Regions from separate parts of the Mus musculus genome. Here region 2 is linked to region 1. The links are chromatin contacts, called in public HiChIP or PLAC-seq maps. All regions are on one chromosome and are shown on one strand. Each heading gives the region's core, a stretch centred on a gene start, on an enhancer-like site or on the middle of the called end of the contact. The rest is flanking DNA. Distances are from core to core; before and after follow the strand shown. Region 1 overlaps Gm16223 (predicted gene 16223). Region 2 has its middle 65 kb from the start of Gm43700.

What was found. HiChIP or PLAC-seq counts read pairs in DNA pulled down with a chosen protein or histone mark.
Region 2: an H3K27ac HiChIP or PLAC-seq map of VIP interneurons shows a contact between it and region 1, with 5 times the contacts expected there. The contact joins two enhancer-like sites. A contact is called at or near these places in 1 of 115 datasets of contacts at active chromatin or transcription factors (VIP interneurons) and 1 of 9 other capture datasets (embryonic stem cells).

Annotation. Positions count from the first base shown.
Region 1 is chr5:42,166,110-42,172,597 of GRCm38.p6, forward strand. The region is part of intron 1 of Gm16223 (predicted gene 16223); the gene reads left to right. Among named protein-coding and RNA genes, the nearest start is that of Gm16223, 100 kb to the left of the region's middle. Within about 2 kb of position 2,417, at least 21 of the 459 cell types and tissues checked have an H3K27ac peak or open chromatin away from gene starts, as enhancers often do. A contact at or near this core is called in VIP interneurons, where this site is marked.
Region 2 is chr5:43,100,002-43,106,794 of GRCm38.p6, forward strand. No RefSeq gene overlaps it. Among named protein-coding and RNA genes, the nearest start is that of Gm43700, 65 kb to the left of the region's middle. Within about 2 kb of position 3,995, at least 39 of the 459 cell types and tissues checked have an H3K27ac peak or open chromatin away from gene starts, as enhancers often do. A contact at or near this core is called in VIP interneurons, where this site is marked.

The sequences.
Region 1 (6,488 bases), core at 1,167-3,666:
CTAGTAATTTGAATTCATTATTCTCATGGTTTCAAACCTAAGCAACTCACTTAAATCCAGCCTTGACCCAGACCCAACACTGAAACTCTTGTCTGAAAACCCAAGGACTAAGTGATATGTTTTTGGTTGGCCACTATTCCTTTAGTGCAAGCATAATGTGCTTATTATAGGTGTGTGTGTGTGTGTGTGTGTGTGTGTGTGTGTGTGTGTGTGAGAGAGAGAGAGAGAGAGAGAGAGAGAGAGAGAGAGAGAGAGAGAGAGAGAGAGAATGACTATGCTGCCTAGGGGATGAGGCATACTTTTGTCCACAGAAATGTGCTATCTTCCCCTAAGTTAATTGTGGACCAAGTTTCTCTCATTCTCCTCATTCTCCCATTGACCCATGGCAAAATGCCACTGTAGAGACTTGGTCCTTTTCCAGTAGTGTCCACGAGACTCTCACATTTTCTCTGTGCTCTGGGACCAGCTTCTTTCCTGACTAACAACAGGATTTATATGAAGACTTACTGGTGCTTGTGTAAGTAAATGAATCACACCATGTGCTGTGTTGAATCCAGTGGGGTCAATGAAGAATAGAATCTGTGGTCTCCTCTGAATGTTCTCTGATGAACTAAGCTTGAAATGGTTTGGTGGGAAGTGAGAAAGGGTAGGGAGATATATATATAACCTAGCCATTACTATGAGTCACTGAGGGAAAGCAAACCAAGGTCTTTTGGAAGCTTAGATCCTTCAAGAATCCTCTTGGAAATATGATAAAATATTGTGATACTTTTCATTAAGAAAGGTATGTGTCATTACTATCAAGGGGCATCATGGTTATAGATACAGAAACCAGGGTTTAAAGAAGAGGAGAGGTTAGGAATTTGGGATCTGGATCCACACAAGTTGGGTCTGAAAACAGATTTGTTTAGTATCACTGAAAACTTGACCAAGTGACTCACCTCTCTTATTACTTTTATTACCATTATCATAATTTTATGATAAATGAGAGATATTTATGGATAGCCTATGGAGTTGTTTAAAGGATTGAATAACTATAGATAACATATTCAAAGTTATTCAGCATAGGCCTGAACTTAACGTAAACATCAAATACTGTAAGCTAGAGTTGTGGTTCATTATTTTATCATAAGCATGTTCCTTTTCACTTTGATGGGTTGAAAATGGAGCACAAATAATAAGTTGATGTTTTAAAGGCAATGGATCAGAAATGGAAGCTAATGGTGAGTGTGGTCTGGGTAGATGCTCATGGTCAAAGAAAGTGAGAAGGTATTCAGGACATTGAACTGTTTTCAGTGCATCCTCTTTGAGCTTACCAGGAAACTTTGTAGAGGTTCCAGGTAGTAGATTTACTTGGAAGCTGGAAGGGCCAGTAGACATTCCCTTGGGAGGTTGAATTAAGTTAAACATTTTCTCTAACATTCTCAGTTCCCAGGGTATATCAGAAGGGTGGCTTAGGTTCCGAATCCATTTAGCTTCACCCTTTGCTATGTGACTCTGGATATCCTCTAATGAAAGATGGAATCTTTGCCCATGTCTTGAATGGCTTTGTGACTAGTTTCCCAGTTCAAATCGAGATATCAAGAGAGCTGTGTGTTACTTTTTTTTCCCAAATTTTTATTAGGTATTTTCTTCATTTACATTTCAAATGCTATCCCGAAAGTCCCCCATTGCCCCCCCACCCCCGCTCTCCCACTTCTTGGCCCTGGTGTTCCCCTGTACTGTGGCATATAAAGGTTGCAAGACCAAGGGGCCTCTCTTCCCAATGATGGCCGACTAGGCCATCTTCTGGTACATATGCAGCTAGAGACACAAGCTCTGGGGGTACTGGTTAGTTCATATTGTTGTTCCACCTATAGGGTTGCAGACCCCTTTAGCTCTTTGGGTACTTTCTCTAGCTCCTCCATTGGGGGCCCTGTGTTCCATCCAATAGCTGACTATGCGCATCCACTTGTGTGTTTGCCAGGCACCGGCATAGCCTCACAAGGGATAGCTGGTGGAATCACCATGCCTGACTTACAGAGCTGTGTTTCTATGTCTCAACTCTTCTGCTATGCCGAGAAGAACATGCACAGTTGTTACTATGCTGAGTATGAGAGAGACAGAGACTAGCACTGAGTCACTTCATTTGAAGTCTGGAACAAGAGCTATCTCCAGGCTGTGAGTCAGGCAAGTGAAGCGGAGGGTGGGAGGGCAGAGGCATCCACAGAGACAGCCTGAACACAAGAATAATAAATGCTCTGGCACAGGAGGTTGGCTGTGTTTAATTTTTTCAAATGTCCCATTACTGGGTAGAAAGATAAATTAAAAGTGACCTTGGTAGTAGACTTTTATGTTATTCCTCACCTCTCATTTACTCACCCATTCACATGCACTGGCTGTGCATGATGTGTTAGCCTATACTAAGCATCGTTGTACAATCTCAGAGAAGGCAGCAGCATCTGCAGCAGGAAAATGTGGGTAGAAACTAGGTTATGCTGCAAGAGGGAAGATATTTCTACTTTTTTCACCAAAGCATTTTGATGACCTAGAACAGAAAACTGTATCTTAGTGGGTTTTTGATAAGTATTCGTTGTCTTAGGCTAACACAATGGCAGAACACATATGCATTGTCACGTATGAATATGTGCATGTTTGTGTGTGTTGTTTGCATGTGTGTTCCAGAAAACTAATTTACTGTTTGACAAGAATGGGTAGCCCCTTTGCTTCTGTTCTGATCGGGGATGGTAGGAATGAGTTGCCCTATTCTTTTATCTACTCATTTTTTTCCCTTCTTCCTACCGTGTCACAGGAGAAACTGTGCTGAGCTATAAAAGTACCTCCATAATAGAATATAGCTGCATAAATCAAAACAGCTTCTAACGGTTGTCTGCAGTAATAAATGCTATGGAGGCCGCCCAACTGGCAATGTAAGAGAGATCATACAAACCACTGCCTGCAGAAAACACAGCATCGTGAATAAACTCAGTCTTGAATTATTTATATATTTTAGGCCCTATTTTCTCTCCTTTATTCTGAATGCATGAGCATGATTTTCACTGAGAGCTGGGAATGTCTGGACTTGGCTCTAAAATAAAAACAACTGCAGATAATTGTGGGCTCAGTGTCAGGGTGAGGATGGCTGTGTTCTGTTGAGAACAGGGCAGGCAGTGTGGAGCAGTGAGTGGCTACTTCAAAGTAGTCAGAAGTGGTCCACTCTTACCAATATGGGTATCACCAGAGCTTTTTGAACCATCTAAGGGACATGCTGGTGTAGGAAGAACCCCAGGACCTGTCTCCTCTTCTCCTCCTCCTCCTCCTTCTCTTCCTCCTCCTCCTCCCCCTTCTTCTTCCTTCTTCTCCCTTCCCCTTCTCCCTTCTCTCTTCCTTCTCTCTTCCTTCTCTCTCTCTCTCTCTCTCTCTCTCTCTCTCTCTCTCTCTCTCTCTCTCTCTCTCTCTCCTTCCCCTATACAGCTGTGGCCTAGTTCACTTTTATACAGTAGGTTTCAACTTACAATTTTACTATATACTAAAACAAACAGAAAAATCCACGATGGTTTTATGTAAAAAGAAAGTTTATGAATCATTAGCCTTGCTGATCTCTGAGGCTCTTCCAAGTGAGCCTCTTGTCCTGCTGCCTGCTCAATTCTTTCATAGCCATTAGAAAATGTCAGTACCAGTACCTTGCTCTGGATCCATTGCAGGGTTTCTATAGTTTGTCTAAACATCAAGATTTTTGTTATCTAGTTTCCTCATGCATTGTTTACTCCTAATGACAAGGCACAACAGACTGGCTTAGCACAAAGAAAAGTGTCCTATTTTCAGTCATGGTTTGTGTTCAAGGCTTAGGGTCTGCACTTGGGAACTTCTTCTTGATAGCAGCACCCTTAGGTGACTCAGGACGTCATATGTCAAGAGGAACAGGGGAGTGACCCAGTGTTTCCCCATTTTCATAGAGAGCCAAAGAAAGTCAGTCACTCAATCGTGAGGCATTACTCTGATGATCTGATCTAATTTTAATTATTCCCAGAAGGCCCTATCTCTCAATACCATCTTCTAACTACCTCCCATGGGTTTTAATTTGAATATGAGCACTCAGTGGAGATCAGGCTACAAAGAAGGAATGAGAGAGTCTCTATCTTAATGCAATTTGCTGTTTATAGAAAGGTCCAGGAAATAAATACTTAAATCAAATCTGGAGAATGCATGTTCATACAGAAAAGTGAAATTCTGTGAAGTATACATCAATGATGATAATAACAAAATGGATGCTATTTATGTCTAGGATAACATCATCAGTCAATTAGGCTGAGGTAAATAGCTCACACAAAATCCATCAAACTTGCACCACAATTCTGTACATATGTTCTCTAGAGTGGAGAAATGGCCTACCCAAGGTTGCCTAGCATATAGAGGAAGAATGTGGGATATGTATTCCTTATTCACTGAGCCACAGTGATATTTTAATGATTCATATCCCTCTGGGTGCTCTGCAGAGCTGCAGAGACTGGGAAATGTAGGAGCACATGCTGAGAAAAGAAATTTTCTTAAGAATTGCACCTGCTTAAGGTATGGCCCTGTGTATATACATGTGCATGCACATACACACATATATACACAAACATTAATAAACTGTAATAGGTAGAAATTATTGAGCAGTCATGCACATAGACAGATGATGGTACAGGCTATGCCATCCTGACATGAGAATAAAGTTTCTTATTCTTCCTCTGGGACTCTTTCTCGTGTGTGTGTGTGTGTGTGTGTGTGTGTGTGTGTGTGTGTGTGTGTTCCGGTGCAAGCCAGAATAAGGAGTCAGGACCCTTAGAGTTGGAGTTACAGGCATTTGTACAACCCTGATTGCTACGTGGGTGCTGGCATCTGAACCCTGGTTCTCATGATTGTGTTACAAGCACTCTCAACCCATGAACCATCTCTCCATTTCCTTTCTCAAGGATTCTTTCTTCACACAACTTTCACTGCATGAACTTGGTTACAGTTTCATAAAGTCAAAGCTAGCTGAACCAGTGCTGCCTGGTCTTGAATTGCATTACTCTGCAGGTACCTTGATCCACCAAACTTGTATTTCAAACTTTAGAGGTCCTATTTCTTTCCATCAGTAGATGAAGGGAAAAATTTCTCAAGGCATTCATAATCCCTTCTCATTGTTTGGAATTGGTACTCTCTTCAAAGATTTTTAGCAGCCATTCCCAGTAGTCTTCTAATTTTAGCAGCCATTCTCAGTAGTCTTCTAATTTTACCAACTCTGAGTAGCAAGAGATCTCTCAGGTCGATAGAGATGTTGCTGCTGTTAAAGCATTTGAAATACCTATATAGCTACAGTACTGACTGGATACTCTAGACATGCTTATAACTGTGGGATGCTAGACACTACTGGTGAACTCTGAGGAGTCTGACACCTCCTCTCAGATGATGTCTTTAACAGTTCCATCCAGAGTTCTCCAGTTGTTCCCATTGTTAACTTCAGCACTCTTCTTCCATTTCAAGCTACTAGATCAGCTAAGTCTAAGTTTATCTAGAGAACCTAGACACATGAGTTAGGGATCTCTCTCTCTCTCTCTCTCTCTCTCTCTCTCTCTCTCTCTCTCTCTCTCTCTCTCTCTCTCTCTCTGTGTGTGTGTGTGTGTGTGCTCATATACCAGGACAGGAGAGTTTGATTTACAAAAACTGCTGCTTATGATCCTTCATCACCACATATTTTTATTTATTCTATCTCTTCAATGCATGATCCTCTGTCCTTTGAACTATCGCCAACACTTTATCCTAGGCAATATAAGACAACAATTTTGAGGATAGAGTCAGGTGAGTTCTCAGTTCATATTGCCTGTAAGACCTTAACGATGTTTCACAGACAGACAATAGCTTTAGGGACACCCCATGCTCCAGTTGTCAGGGGCAGGGGGGGGGACCTACATAAAGATTGTGCAGCACAGCTCCTATATATATATACACAGGAACTTGGTCTAGCCTGTATATGTTCTGTGGTGGGTGGCGCGTGGCTTAGTTCCTGAAAACTTAGAAATTTTAAATATGGTGTTGAGCAGTATACTGGCATGACTGAAATACACTTTTTGCATAAGTGGGTGACATGAATGAAGAAACCTTCAGTTGACGACAACTGATGAACAAGATTTAGAAGATATGTGTCCTCATTCTTTTGAATAGCTTGATAGGAAGAAGAGAGTTCCGAGAATCTTCGAGTCTTTAGTTATTCAAATTTGAAGGAACCTTTTCTTTTATACCCCTTCCAGGGATAGAATGAAGACATTGCCATAGTTCCTACAGAACTGTAGACCTGGCATTGTGTACTATAAGAATCAAAGAGAGGCTGTCCCTCTGTTGTAAATCTCCCTTTGTGGTGAAGCAGGGTACTATGAAGGCAGAACACTAAGGAAAACAAATTTTTTTTCTGGGGGAAAGTGGATGTGGAGTCTTTGCCACTTCTGATAGATGATTTTCCTACTCTGGGACTCAGATGAGACTAAAAG
Region 2 (6,793 bases), core at 2,745-5,244, 940 kb after region 1:
AAGACCCAGAAATGAACCCACACACCTATGGTCACTTGATCTTCGACAAGGGAGCCAAAACCATCCAGTGGAAGAAAGACAGCATTTTCAACAATTGGTGCTGGCACAACTGGTTGTTATCATGTAGAAGAATGCGAATCGATCCATACTTATCTCCTTGTACTAAGGTCAAATCTAAGTGGATCAAGGAACTTCACATAAAACCAGAGACACTGAAACTTATAGAGGAGAAAGTGGGGAAAAGCCTTGAAGATATGGGCACAGGGGAAAAATTCCTGAACAGAACAGCAATGGCTTGTGCTGTAAGATCGAGAATTGACAAATGGGACCTAATGAAACTCCAAAGTTTCTGCAAGGCAAAAGACACTGTCTATAAGACAAAAAGACCACCAACAGACTGGGAAAGGATCTTTACCTATCCTAAATCAGATAGGGGACTAATATCCAACATATATAAAGAACTCAAGAAGGTGGACCTCAGAAAATCAAATAACCCCCTTAAAAAATGGGGCTCAGAACTGAACAAAGAATTCTCACCTGAGGAATACCGAATGGCAGAGAAGCACCTGAAAAAATGTTCAACATCCTTAATCATCAGGGAAATGCAAATCAAAACAACCCTGAGATTCCACCTCACACCAGTGAGAATGGCTAAGATCAAAAATTCAGGTGACAGCAGATGCTGGCGAGGATGTGGAGAAAGAGGAACACTCCTCCATTGTTGGTGGGATTGCAGGCTTGTACAACCACTCTGGAAATCAGTCTGGCGGTTCCTCAGAAAATTGGACATAGTACTACCGGAGGATCCAGCAATACCTCTCCTGGGCATATATCCAGAAGAAGCCCCAACTGGTAAGAAGGACACATGCTCCACTATGTTCATAGCAGCCTTATTTATAATAGCCAGAAACTGGAAAGAACCCAGATGCCCCTCAACAGAGGAATGGATACAGAAAATGTGGTACATCTACACAATGGAGTACTACTCAGCTATTAAAAAGAATGAATTTATGAAATTCCTAGCCAAATGGATGGACCTGGAGAGCATCATCCTGAGTGAGGTAACACAATCACAAAGGAACTCACACAATATGTACTCACTGATAAGTGGATACTAGCCCAAAACCTAGGATACCCACGATATAAGATACAATTTCCTAAACACATGAAACTCAAGAAAAATGAAGACTGAAGTGTGGACACTATGCCCCTCCTTAGAAGTGGGAACAAAACACCCATGGAAGGAGTTACAGAAACAAAGTTTGGAGCTGAAATGAAAGGATGGACCATGTAGAGACTGCCATATCCAGGGATCCACCCCATAATCAGCATCCAAACGCTGACACCATTGCATATACTAGCAAGATTTTATCGAAAGGACCCAGATGTAGCTGTCTCTTGTGAGACTATGCCGGGGCCTAGCAAACACAGAAGTGGATGCTCACAGTCAGCTAATGGATGGATCACAGGGCTCCCAATGGAGGAGCTAGAGAAAGTACCCAAGGAGCTAAAGGGATCTTCAACCCTATAGGTGGAACAACATTATGAACTAACCAGTACCCCTGAGCTCTTGACTCTAGCTGCATATGTATCAAAAGATGGCCTAGTCGGCCATCACTGGAAAGAGAGGCCCATTGGACACGCAGACTTTGTGTGCCCCGGTACAGGGGAACGCCAGGGCCAAAGGGGGGGAGTGGGTGGGTAGGGGAGTGGGGGTGGGTGGGTAAGGGGGACTTTTGGTATAGCATTGGAAATGTAAATGAGCTAAATACCTAATAAAAAATGGAAAAAAAAAAAAAAAAAAAAAAAAAAAAAAAAAAAAAAAAAAAAAAAAAAAAAAAAAAAAAAAAAAAAAAAAAAAAAAAATGCATGGTTTTAATCTGTAGGTTTGGGGGTGGGAAGTGTTGCAGGTTTCCTATTTATAAGGAACTCCCAGAGGAAGCGGCCCATGCTTTGAGTATCCACAAAGTAGTCAGCGAATAGAATTCAATGACTAAATTAACATTAGACAGAAAACCTACAGACCAGTATTTCTAAGTCTATGCACAGGAGACTGCTCTCAGACAGCCGCTTCTACTCGATGCATAGTGCCCCTGGGAACTCAGTGCACATGATTAGCACACTGCAGCTGAAAATGCCTCCAGTGGCCAGCTCCAACTTAGACGAGAACAGTTTGTATTCTACTAAGTTTGGTGCTCTGTGACCTCAATTTTTAGGGGAACTCTTCCTGAAGACTTTACACTACCCTGGTTGCTTAACCTGCCCATTAACGTCTTGATTTGGAAAAATGCCTTCTCAGCCAGCTCCATTCAGATGTAACACTGCCCATTCACATGAGACACCACACTCACACACACACACACACACACACACACACACACACAAACACTACCCTGATTGCCTAACCTGCCCATTAATTTGGAAAATGCCTTCTCAGCTAGCCCCATTCAAATAAAACAACACACACACATTCACACACACACACACACACACACACACACACATACACACACACAAACACTACCCTGATTGCCTAACCTGCCCATTAATTTGGAAAATGCCTTCTCAGCTAGCCCCATTCAAATAAAACAACACACACACATTCACACACACACACACACACACATAGACACACACACACTCACACACAAACACACACTCCAGTTTGATAAAGCCTTCAAAGCTGAAGCAATGCCCTTATGACACTGTCAAAAAACAAAGGCATGTGGGCTCTTGGTTTCCTTTGACAGCTTCTAATTTCCCCCTCCTCCCAATCTGAAGAGGAAGTAGAGACGGCTGAGGAAAAAGGCAGACAAGAACCCCCAGGAGATGAGGAGCTAGGAACTGAATATGTAGTGAGTCAGCAGGGAGGCTCAATGGGAAAGACTGGTAGTGTATGAAGAAGAAATTTTCAGTACTGATACGAGTGTTATAGAAAGACATCGTTTGCCATTGTGCACTCCAGAGTGATTCTACATGACAGTAAGAAGCAGTCCGCGTGAAAGTTATGTAAAAATAGGAGACAAAAGTTAAAGTTAGTGTGTGATCACATTTTGTGTGTTCTTATGTTTGCCTATGTCTTTGTGTAATTGTACATGCCTTTAGGGAAGCATAAGGTAGCGATTAAGAGCGTAGACATTGGGAAGTGGGGGGGAGAGCTTCATGGAAGATCTCTTGCTGCATAAGCGTGAGAACCGCCGTTGGAATCACAGAACCCACATAAATACTGTTTTGCCACAGTGCCCCACCTATAATTCATTTGAGGAAGAGTCTGGGTGTTCCAGGGGCTGGAATTAGCTGAATCTATGAGTTTCTGGTTCAGTGAGAGAACTTGCCTCTCTACATAGGATAGAAAGTCGTCAAGGAAGACGCCTAACATCTGTGCCTCCACATACCTACAGCATCCATAACACACATATCAGCATGCATGCACAAACACATCAAATACACACAGATGCTCATACATGAGCACCAAAAAAATCTCTTTTGCACAAGGTCATGGGGGATTGCATGAGATGATGCTTGGGAAGCACCTGGCACATTGGTTCAAACAAAGCACTCACCAGTGGGCGCCATTATCATAACGGAGGAAAAGAGACGGAGTGATCACAGACCATCCCTTACTCCTGGGCTTGGGTATGTATTTTGACTTACCAGACATCACACAGTGATGTGAATCTCTCCCTGTAGGGCTACAGATTTTGCTATATGCAGCTTTGTCTAATGAATCAATACCATACCCAACTGACTACCCTACTTAGTAAACCCTTAGTGCCTAATTCGTTTTTTCCTGGAAAACTTGGCACGGAGTATCACTCTATCAGGTTCATAGTATTCATAGCCTCACAAAAAGAACATTTGTTATGAATAGAATATGCATCGTTGGAGCCAACCAATCAGAATGTGTGCACACAGTTCTTTGGGTACACAGCTGAACAAACAGTGGGTGCCTCTGTGTTCTCTGGAAGAAGTCGCTGTGTCTTCCAACTGGAGGAGCCCCAAGGAAGCAGAACAGAGGCTATGTTCCAGTCCCCACTCCCTCGTCGGAGGGTCCTGTACTGGGCACATACTCCACCACAGTTGCTGGTAGCCCCGATAGCAGGCTGGTAGACAGGAAACATCCCTCTCTACAAGAGAACTCTGTTCAACTATCAATTAAGACATGAAGTGAGTTGGGACTTGTAAAGTGTGGGGTAGATGGATCTTACATAAGAAATGTATTTTCTCGGACTGACTTTGGATTTAGTTAAGTCATTCTCCATATTTCCTTTGTATTTTTCCTGGTACCCTTTAAATCCTCAGATAGAAAGTTCTCATTTTCTGTCTCTGTGGCTATGGGTTATTGAGGATGTGGCTTGTTTCAGCAAGTTGATTTCCTGCTGTGCCGGATTCCAAGGCAGATGAAACTGGGCCCTGGGAGAGCTTTATGTAAAGTCTCTTCTCTGCTTTGGCTGAGATGCTCCCAGAATACCCTTGTCTCTTTCTCGTGCTTTTAAGTGAAGTCTGTATTATACCCTCTGCTTCCAGCTTGCAGAAGCAGTGATCACTGGCAGTCTCACTTGGATGTCTCACCAAGAGGTTGATGAGGAAGATCTGACCAGTGTTACCCAAAGCAGTATGGTAGGTGCTCTGCCATTCTGTTGCTTAAGAATTTCTGTAGGAGGAATCAAAAAATCTTCTGTTACAATTACCGGGGAAAATTCAGCAAATTACCCCTGGTCATTCCACTGAGGGCTCTAGGCTCTAGATTCCAGCCTTGATAAGTTTAAGTGTCAAACATAGACATATAGCCATGTAGAAGACTTCTCTAAAAGCCCTCTGAGGTCCACAGACCACAGGACCAACAGTATCATGGCAAGAAGTGGTTCTATGCACGGTGGATTTGTCCATTTCTTTGCAATTGCATAGTATTTTTTTTCTAGCCCCGTGTGTCAAGTCTTAGAAAAATCTTCCTTGCTGGGAATTCTGCACTAACTGCTGTTAAGCCCTTCCCTGAGTTCTGCCCTTGTCTCTAATAGTCGTGGAACCAGATCAGCTCTCTGCTGTCCTGCCACATCTTCTCAGCTAGACATGAGATCTACCAGGGAGAATGAAGTTCATTTACACATATGTTGCCATACAACATGGCAAAGAAAAGGCTCAGGCTCGAGTCACAGGCCACCATAACCCTTCACCACCTGTAACTGTCTGCCCCGCAGCAAGTTTCCTTTCTTTTCAAAACTCAGTTTTGTCAACTGCAAAAGGTGTGTCTCTGTGTGTGTGTGTGTGTGTAGGGGGTCATCTAATATTAACTATCATCTTGTCTGTGAGAGATGTATTGATGATCCAGACGGAGTAACTATAAAGGACCTAGCACACAAAAGCACAGGCATCTCAAATGCTGTTATCATGAGGAAATAGTGGAAGTGTCTAGAGAAACACGGTGGCTCACTGGTGGCTGAAACTTGGTCTGTGAGGGGAGGATGGATCTTGTTTGAGGTAATAAAAGGCTCCCAGCCTCAGGGAACCTCGGCAGGACGGAGGACAAGAGCATCTGTCAGGAGACATTGATCAGCAAGAGACCAATCTGATTGGCCGCTTAAAGACTTTACTGCTGTGAGAGAAAAGGAAGTGAGGCCAGGAGTGACGGCCATTACCTGACCCTGGGAGCTATCAGAGGTAGGGATTTATTTCACAGATATTTCAAGGTGAACAAGACTTAGTCCTTGCCCTTGAGGACTTCGTAATCTACTGGGGCCCATTTCTTAGATAAGAGAGCTGAGAAAGCAGAAGGAAGGAGAATAACAGGAGAAAAGATGTATGTCCCCGAAGCTAATGACAGCAGAGTGTCATCTGTTCATGGTGGTGAGGAGGCCCTGGAAGCCCCAGGCAAGACAAGGGCTGGGCGGCTCCCCCTTTTCAGAAAAATCCCCCCAACTGACCTAAAAAAGAGCTTGATTGTTACCGCCTGTACATCTTAATACAGTCCAATGGCAGTATATGCAGTCAACAAGAGGAAAGACAAGACACTCCGTAGGGAAGCTAAGGCACCTAACATTGTGCGAGTTTCTAAACCCTCCTCTCCCAGTCATTAAGCTCTCTGTAAGATCAGAGCAGTGTGGGCCACTACATGACAGTAAGAAATTATTTCCTCCTTTTTTTTTTTAAACTCTAACTATGGATCTGTTTTAAAAGTTTCTTGGGGAAGCTTTTTTTGCAGAATACAGCAGCTCTGAAATGAACCGGAATTTAATGTCATTCTATTAACATTTCGAAAAAGGCCAGCAAGAAGCTCCAACCGATAATTACATACAAGAGGGAACAAATTGGGTGTGTTTGCCTCACATAGGTCTACCAGACCCCCCCTCCAAAAATGTTTCAAAGTAGAGTGTGTCATCAAAAACTACTAGAAATTATTCTGTCCCCACAATTATAGATTCAAATGACATTTACATTTGGCCAAATGGTCTCTAATTGAGCCGACCATTAAGTGACTCCATGCAGAAGCCATCATGAAATGAAACCTTATTTGCAAGCTGCAGACAGGAAGGTGCCGATTAGGTCTAGAACCTGAGAGGCGTGAGTCCTGACCTCTCCCTCTAACTCTACCAGAAACGGGTAGAGATGCCAGTAAGGACCCTCTCCTTGTTCACAGTGCCTGAGATCACCTTATCCTGGTACACAGTGCTTGCTAAAGCCCACCATTTCATGTAACTTCACAGATCAGTATCTCAGCAGCCACGATGATCTCTGTGTCATGTTTGTGGAGACAGCATAGGTGCGCTGCTGTCCTCATTCCACAGCTGGGAAAACT